Regions from separate parts of the Zea mays genome. Here region 1 is linked to region 2. A link is a contact called in public Hi-C data. All regions are on one chromosome and are shown on one strand. The core of a region is the stretch at or near the end of the contact, and the rest is flanking DNA. Distances in the headings are between cores, read along the strand shown.

Evidence for each region. A called contact is a pair of places that touch in the nucleus more often than the background predicts.
Region 1: a contact with region 2 is called in a Hi-C map of endosperm, with 3 times the contacts expected there. The contact joins the promoter of LOC103639191 here to the enhancer-like site in region 2. A contact is called at or near these places in 13 of 25 Hi-C or Micro-C datasets (bundle sheath, ear, endosperm and 4 more) and 1 of 3 datasets of contacts at active chromatin or transcription factors (leaf).

What each region holds. Positions count from the first base shown.
Region 1 is chr9:139,486,436-139,490,749 of Zm-B73-REFERENCE-NAM-5.0, forward strand. LOC103639191 (probable inactive receptor kinase) reads left to right here and starts at 2,677. Exons shown (of 3, transcript NM_001364724.1): 1 at 2,677-4,145. The coding sequence starts at 3,227.
Region 2 is chr9:139,440,326-139,444,601 of Zm-B73-REFERENCE-NAM-5.0, forward strand. No RefSeq gene overlaps it. Among protein-coding and RNA genes, the nearest start is that of LOC103639189, 6.0 kb to the left of the region's middle. Within about 2 kb of position 1,591, at least 20 of the 20 cell types and tissues checked have an H3K27ac peak or open chromatin away from gene starts, as enhancers often do. A contact at or near this core is called in bundle sheath, ear, endosperm and 3 more, where this site is marked.

The sequences.
Region 1 (4,314 bases), core at 1,427-3,926, 47 kb after region 2:
GTCAGGCAAGAACCCTGCATTGGAGCTTACTATAAACTGTAGCGGGTTTTATGAAGCTAGTGGAACTTTGTAAAGGCCTCATAGTGTTATCCTGCCTCGCCTCCTCGGTAGAGGTGTATGGGAAGTCGCGATCCCTGGGCAGATGGGTAATATGACTTGTGGGTAAAGATGCGCAACCTCTGCAGAGTGTAAAACTGGTATACTAGCCGTGCTCACGGTCATGAGCAGCTCGGACCCTCACATGATTAATTTATGGAACTTAAATTCAATTTGTCATATGCATTGCATCGCAGGTGATGTTGTTACTTTTGTTCTACTACTTAATTGGGTTGGTATTTACTTATACTTAGTAACTGCTAATAAAGTTTTGACCAACTTTAAAAGCAATGCTCAGCTCTAACCATCCTCTTTGGTAAGCCTTACACTTCACGTGAGCTCCCACCTTTGGCGAGTTCATGCACATGATTCCCCACAACTTGTTGAGCGATGAACGTATGTGAGCTCACTCTTGCTGTCTCACACCCCCACAGGTCAAGAACAGGTACCGCAGGATGAGGCGCTTGGAGGATGCTGTGATGAGTTCGTGAGTGGTCTAGACCGTCGTCTCCCAGTCAACTTTGGGTTGCTGGACCGTTGTCTCCTTTTAATGTAATTATTTATTTATTTTGTATAGAACTCCGATTATATAGTAAAGATGTGACATTCGATCCTGTGCCATGATTCATCATATGTGTGAGACTTGGTCCCAGCACACCTGGTGATTATGTTCGCGCCCGGACTTTGGACCCCTAAAACCCGGGTGTGACAGAGGCGCTCCGCTATAATTCACCGGACTGTCCGGTGTCCCAAGGGAGAGCAACTCGGAACTCGCCAGCTTCGGGAATCCGCTCCGCTATAATTCACCGGACTGTCCGATGAGTCACCGGACTGTCCGGTGTGACAACGGAGCAACAACTACTTCGCGCGCAACGGTCGACTGCAACGCATTAAATGCGCGCCTGTGCGCGCAGAGGAGCAGAGCACGCGCGGGTGGCACACCGGACAGCCTACAGGGCCTGTCCGGTGCACCACCGGACAGCCAGGCGGGCCCACAAGTCAGAGCTCCAACGGTCGGAACCCAACGGCCTGGTGACGTGGCTGGCGCACCAGACAGTGTTCGGTGGTGCACCGGACTGTCCGGTGCGCCCGTCGACTTCAGCCTTCACCAACGGTCAAGTTTGGTGGTTGGGGCTATAAATACCCCAACCATCCCCACATTCAAGTCATCCAAGTTTTCCACCTTCCAACTACTTACAAGAGCTCTAGCATTCAATTTTAGACACAACCAAATAGATCAAATCCTCTCCCAACTCCACAAAGCTCTAGTGATTAGAGAGAGAGATTTGTTGTGTTCTTTTGAGCTATTGCGCTTGGATTGCTTCTTTCTCTCATTCTTTCTTGCGATCATCTCATTTGTAATTGAGGCAAGAGACACCAATTGTGTGGTGGTCCTTGCGGGAACTTTGTGTTCCGATTGATTGAGAAGAGAAGCTCACTCGGTCTAAGTGTCCGTTTGAGAGAGGGAAAAGGGTTGAAAGAGACCCGGTCTTTGTGACCACCTCAACGGGGAGTAGGTTTGCAAGAACCGAACCTCGGTAAAACAAATCCTCGTGTCTCACTCTTTATTCGCTTGCGATTTGTTTTCACGCCCTCTCTCGGACTCGTTTATACTTCTAACGCTAACCCGACTTGTAGTTGTGATTAAGTTTGTAAATTTCAGATTCGCCCTATTCACCCCCCTCTAGGCGACTTTCAGTTTCCTCTTTTCTGCCATCATGCCGAAGCTTCCTTGCGCACAGCTTCGGCTCTGTTCCATCCTTCGTTCTCTTTGCGTTTCTTCATACAACAATTTTGACTTGTCCGGAGGGTTCGTGTCCGAAGGTACCTGCTCATGTATTATATTCCAGAAACATTGTTAAATCACGTTTTTGAGGACCTTCGGAAGCCGAAGGCCCCCAACACAACATTTGACTCAAGTGGCCAAGGAGTTTTTTTCCCAGGAGCATGATTGGCGGTCTAGTCTTCGGAGTGATAGCCACTAGTGTGTGTTTTTAGATTTCGTTGGGCTGTGTGCTCTTATGGGCACAGGCCGAAAGTGACTTTCAAGGGCTCGTATCATCTCGATGTACTGTTCTTGAATGAATAAAAATCCTTCCCTTTCAAAAAAAGAAAAAAAAAGAAATAGGGGATGTGATCGTGGATCCTATGGAGATAGCCTAATAGCACATATATAGGTAAATTTCGATATTAATTTAAATTTAAAATTATTAATGATACATGAAGATTAGATGAATATTATTACTTTTAGTTAGTTTACATATAATATATTTATTGTTGTAAATAACGTTAGTACTTTATTTATTTAACAATATATGCTTTATAAATTGACTTAATATCTGAATTAAATCCAAAATATTCGTTTTGTACTAATATTTAAAAACATGTATATTCACTTTCTTATTTATATTCGAATTAAAAATATAATAAACAAATGACATCTGGATTCGGTTTGATGTGAATGAGTGAATCCGTTCCGTTTCCCGTTTCCCATGCTAGGCCGCTACTTGCTGGCTCGCACAGTCGCACTGGTGCGGTATAGTCCGACTACACCCATCCATCACGGCCTCAGCCCTCAACCACTCGGCCACTCCCTCCAGTCTCCACACACACGCGCGCCATTGCCGCTGCTGCTCATCGTACTCCCAAATGGAGCAGCCTGCATTCCCCTCTTGCTCCGTGGAGCGCATTCGCTCCAGCACAGGGAAGCTGTGACGCATCGCCGCCGCCAAATCCTCCACCCGACGGCTAACGCTTTTCTCTCGGGTCTAGTCGGGGTGGAGATCCGTCAAGGCCATCTCGTCGCGTTGTTGGTCAGTAATCCTAGCTCGCTTGGACGAAGCAACCAGCACTATGGTTCTTGGATGACAAAATTGGAGCAGGCCACTGCTCACACTGCGGCGGTGTCCATTTCTTCGTGTCTCGGTTCTTGGCCCCGTCCTTCCTGATTTCTCTGCTTTTCATACTGAAAAAATCCTCAAACCTTTCATCCTTAATCCCCTTTCTCGGTTCCAAGGGAGCTTAAACCCTACCCTACTGCCTTTTTCATCTTAAGCTCCGTATCTCGAAAAATCCATCCCATTTGCATGAGCATTGCTTCAATTGCCTGGCTGCACAGCAGGATCTTGCGATGCGGCTCATCTTGTTGTGGCTCTCGATCTGGGCCGTGTGCTCCGCTGCCTCGGCGGGGGCTGGTTCAGACATGGAGGCACTGCTGGAGTTCTCCCGAGGCATCCGGCAAGACCCGTCCCGCCGCCAGGCCATTCCCTGGAACCCCACCAGCGCGCTGGACTCCGACGACTGCCCCGTTGATTGGCACGGCGTGCAGTGCATCGGCGGGCAGATTCTTTCCATTGCGTTCGACGGCATTGGTCTCGTTGGAAATGCTAGCTTGTCGGTGCTAGCGAGGATGCCGGTGCTCCGGAACTTGTCCCTGTCAGACAACAAGCTAGAAGGGTTCTTGCCGGGTGAGCTGGGGTCGATGGCGTCGTTGCAGTTGCTGGATCTGTCCAACAACAGGTTCTCCGGTTCAATTCCGTCTGAGTTGACTAAGCTGGCAGGTTTGGGCTATCTCAATCTCTCTTCCAATGGTTTTCGTGGCGCATTGCCGTTGGGTTTCCGGAACTTGAGGAAATTGAAGTACTTGGACCTTCATGACAATGGCTTCACTGGCAAATTGGACGACGTATTCGCGCAGCTGCAGAGCCCAGTCCATGTTGATTTAAGCTGCAACCAGTTCTCGGGGTCCTTGGCATCGATCTCTGACAACTCATCTGTGGTTAGCACGCTTCAGTACTTGAATGTTAGCCACAATGTGCTGTCAGGGACATTGTTTGACAGTGTTCCGATGCCTTTGTTCGACAGCCTTGAGATTTTTGATGCGAGTTTTAATATGCTCAGTGGCAACATCCCGCAGTTTAATTTTGTCATCTCCCTCAAGGTGCTGCGCCTGCAGAACAATAATTTTTCTGGCTCCATCCCAGAAGCATTCTTTAGGGAGACGTCTATGGTGCTGACTGAACTTGACCTTAGTTGCAACCAACTTACAGGTCAGAAAATTTTCCTACTCAGCCTCATGCTTATCTTAAACATTGCATTCAGCTCGCTCTTACGCATGTTTCTTTGCCCATAACATTTTCCTAATGCTTAAACTAGCATATTATAATGAGATACATGTAAAAGATTGGGCAGGCCAGTGCCGGAGGCTCCCGCATGGGT
Region 2 (4,276 bases), core at 341-2,840:
GCATTTACGAACAGGCGTACGGGCAGATCGTTGTGCTGCCGTGTCAGCGCAGGACACGGTTCCAGTGCTTCAGACACAGTGTATCAGGGGTCCTTCGATGCCCCCCCCCCTCCACTGCGATCGAATAAACGCTGCGTTATTACTTATTACGGGGGGGGGGGGGGGAATCAAAACTGCTAGTACTACTATTGCGGCCCAGAAACTGCAGTGGTGGTGGTCCCTCCTACTCCATGTGATGATGTAACACTCCCCAGTTGCACGCGGTCGATTTCGTGAGTTTTACAATCATGATGAACTCCGATCGTGGATAGTGAGTGTGCGATCGGCAGGTCCAGTGAAGACGTGGGGAGAGGGCCCTAGCACGATGAGGCAATCAGCCCGTCCGTCGCTCGCCGCCTCTCCTCCTAGAAGTAAGCGCGAGCTAAGATTAGCTGTCACCTGGCCCTCCCTGGGTTGCATCATATCATTGGGCTGGCCGTGTGCAAAAGCCGGATCCCGCCACCCCCAGATCTCCGCGCACAACACAGGCAGGCACGCCACCGAATACACACTACCCTACCAACACCGTGGCCGGCCTCGGCCTCGGCCTCGGACGGACGGACGGATCCATGAAAAGCTGCGGCCCCGCCCGCGACGGCGGGGACCGCGGCCGTGCGGGTGCGCACGAAGAAAGAAAAGCGCGCGCATGCGGACGCGGTCCCTGGACCGGCAGCCGGCAGGCAGCGGCAGACGATGGTGGTGGCCGCCCCCCCGCGACTGGCGCGCAGTTTGCTTCGGCGCCCGCGGGCGCCGCTCTTCATTCCATCTGCAGGGGCCGGGGGAAGGGAAGGTGGCGTGTGCGACCGGCGACCGGGCAGGAGCCCCCCCAGGATGAGCTTTTGCTGCTCCTTGGGTTGGGTCCGTCCTCTCCCGGACCGCACCGCAAGTCCGCACGCAGCTGGGCGGCGCGGCGCGGCGACCGAGTTAATTGAGCAATCACTCTCGCTCGTTGGCGCAGGTGGCCGAGGCGAACAGACACACCCCTGTTGTTTTAATGGGGGAGCGCTACTCTAATCACAACTCACTGTTGCTGTCGATGCTCTGCCTGCTGCATCTACAGCTGTAGATCGATTTTAGTACTAGTAGTAGTAGCAGCGGGGGGTGGGGTAGCTAGAAGAAAAGGCGCGGTAGGAGTGGGTGATGCGTATTGATTGCGGCGAAGATTACTTAATGATGATGGGGGAGGGCTGCAGTGAGTGCACTCGAGCTCACCACGCTCCCGTCCCGTGCGGTGCGACCGATGCCTAGCACTCCTACCAGCCTGTAGTAATAAACAAACAAACCGCTCCTGCTACAGGAACACTGGAACAGTATACGTACCTCGTTCGTTTCAAAGAAAAATAAGTAGGAGTAGTACTAGCAAGCTAGTATGTTTCTGCGTGACGCTCAGTGATTTGTCCTGACTCCTGACTCCTGATCGCGCGCGGCCATTAGCCTGTGCTAGCTGCCTCGCGCCATGATTGGTACCACCACTGACGAGCCGAGTCCTGAGTCCTGACCCGCCCTCTTCCCGGTCTACGGAGCTCACTGCTCCACGGCCTCGGATCCAGCCGCGGCACTGTACGTGCGCGTCGGCGTCGGTACAGCGCATGCAAATGCATGGGGGGAGGGGACAGGGCCGTAGACCATCGCGCTGGCCAGAAGCGAACAGTAGCGGCAGGAGAGGAGAGACACGCGCGTCCGGACGCACGAGAAGCGAACAAACAAGAGGTGGCCGGCCGCCTGGCTTTCCACGGCGTCGTCTTGTAGCCTCCGGAGGAAATCCGTCCGACCTGCTCTGCTGTCTGCTCGTTGCTCCTGTCGCCGAGCGATCCGTCCCGAAACCAAGAACAAAACGTCCGGTTCGCTTCGTGGTGCAGCAAGGAAGTTTTTGCTCTGTCCGATCCCGTGTGTGTGGGCGTGTTTACGTGAGAGCTAGCGTGACCACCACGTGTTTCGCTAGCTACCTCTAAAGAAATGAAGGGAGGGTCGTCTATAAAGCACAGCACGCTCAGCACGGAATAATAATTCTACCCCCCTACAGCCCTACTTGTCCCATTCGTCGACCTGTGTTGGTGCAGATGCGTCCAGAAAACCCAAACAGTGACGCCTGGTGTGCATAATACAGTGCGTGAGTTATCAGCAGTCAGAGAGGAGAGCAGAGGACACACCGGCGATCACGAGCCGGGCCGACGGGCATGCCACCGAGGACAGCGCAGGCAGGACTGGCCATACCACGTCTAGCCTAGCCTGTATGCTGTACTATGCTTCCCCTGTGCGCCGGCAGCCGTCGTGCCATCGTCGCCTGCCTCCCTCCTTCTCCCAGTCTCCCAGAGGCCACGGTCCTCCCCCAGCGCATGTTCGGTGGCAGCTGACGTCTGGGACTTGCAATGCAATGGGGAAAAGGGGAAGGGTTTTTTATGCGCACCTCCCTCGCCGTCTCGCCTCGAATCATGGCGGTATGAGTACTGGGCGTCACACGCTCTACAGTTCATCAGCAACATCGAATCATAGGACCCGGACCAGCAGCACTGGACTAACACTACTACAGTCCCGCTAGCTAACGTGGAAGAGGAGAGCGAATGCTTCTTTTTTAGTGGCAGTGGCTACACAAACTACTGTTATCTCGGATAAAGAGTACAAAAGGTACCTTTGCGAGTAAAGCCACGCGCGCACGCGCTGCTTCGGTTTTTTTTATTTTTATTTCGGTTCTCTGATGAGTGATGATCTCCCGAAAGGAATCCGCGAACCTTTTTCTGCACGTCCACGCTTTTTTGGTTGACAGTGCCGGGGAAGGGCCTCGAATCATGTGTAAGGGCTACTTTGGGAACCTCAAATCCCCTTCGGGATTGGAGGAGATTGAGGTGGAAATGAACTAATTTCCCTTCCAATCCCCTTTAATCCCGAAGGGGATTTGAGTTTCCAAACTAGCCCTAAAAGAAAGAAATGGGTCACTGGATCCTTTCCAGCTGCTACTTCGTCCTTGTGTACCGACACCTCACTCCCTCCCTCCTCCCTCCCTCCGGACCCTCCCTCTTCGGCTCCCCGTCCAGGCTTCACCCCTCCCAACGCACGTAGGATGGAAAAGACAGATGAATACTCCTTCCATTCTTTTTATTTATCAAACTTACGACAATTATTCCAAAACGAATATGATATTTATATGTTAAACCTTATAATACAGATATCCATATTCGTATTCTTCTACAACGTGGATATTAAGTTCTGTTTGGTTAGAGGTATAAAGAAGAATGAAAGGATTTAGCCACAATTTTTATAGTGTTTGGATGAGAGTCACGTGGAGGCGATGTAAACACCGAAGTAATTTTTGGTGGTGAAGTGATCCAAAAAAATCGAGTGGATGGTACCGAGCATGTCTCATACTACTTTGACCTCAAACCAAATGTTAGATTAAAGAATCAATTCATTCTACATGAGCTGGTACATCATGAGTCCATTCCACAAATTTAGTCGAATGAACTTGTTCATCATATTATTATTGATTATTAGCTTATGAGGAATGAAATGATGGTGAATCAACTCATTTTATTATATAAATAAAAAAAGCGAGAAGCGAGAAGATGATGGAATATCTTATTTCTCAAACCAAACATCCACTAACTATGTATATCTACACTTTGTCTTTTTTAGTATTTTTCTTACCCGAATTTAAATCCGTATATACTGATATTCGATGGTAACCTTACGTTCGGAGAAGGCATGCCCTTGATATTGGTAAAACACTGTACAAAATCTAGTAGCAGGAGGAAGAACTGTAATGGGTACCATCTAAGACTGTCTCCAGTGACCTGTGAAAAATAGGGGACCCGACTCACGAGTAGATGATACTGTTTGTATAGGGGGTTTGAAATAGGGGATATCCACAACCAAATATTTCCTGACGGAGATCTTTGATAGGACCAAAATTAGTGGCGTGGAACGAATTGTATTCACGTATCGCGAGAGTCCAGCTGGACCAGGGTGAAGATGAGTTCACTTGGGGTCTAACTAAGTCAGCAAAATTCTCAGTGAAGTCGCTCTACCAAGCCTTGATCAAAATCAACATCCCAAATCATAATAAAGTCATTCGGAAGCTAAAGGCCCCCTAAAAATCAAAGTATTATTGTGGTATCTAAAAAGGGGAGTCATCCTAACAAAGCATAACTTAGCAAAACGTAACTGGAAAGGTAGTCTGAAATGCTGCTTCTGTCACAAAAATAAGACGATCAGGCATCTTCTTTTTGACTGTCATTTTGCG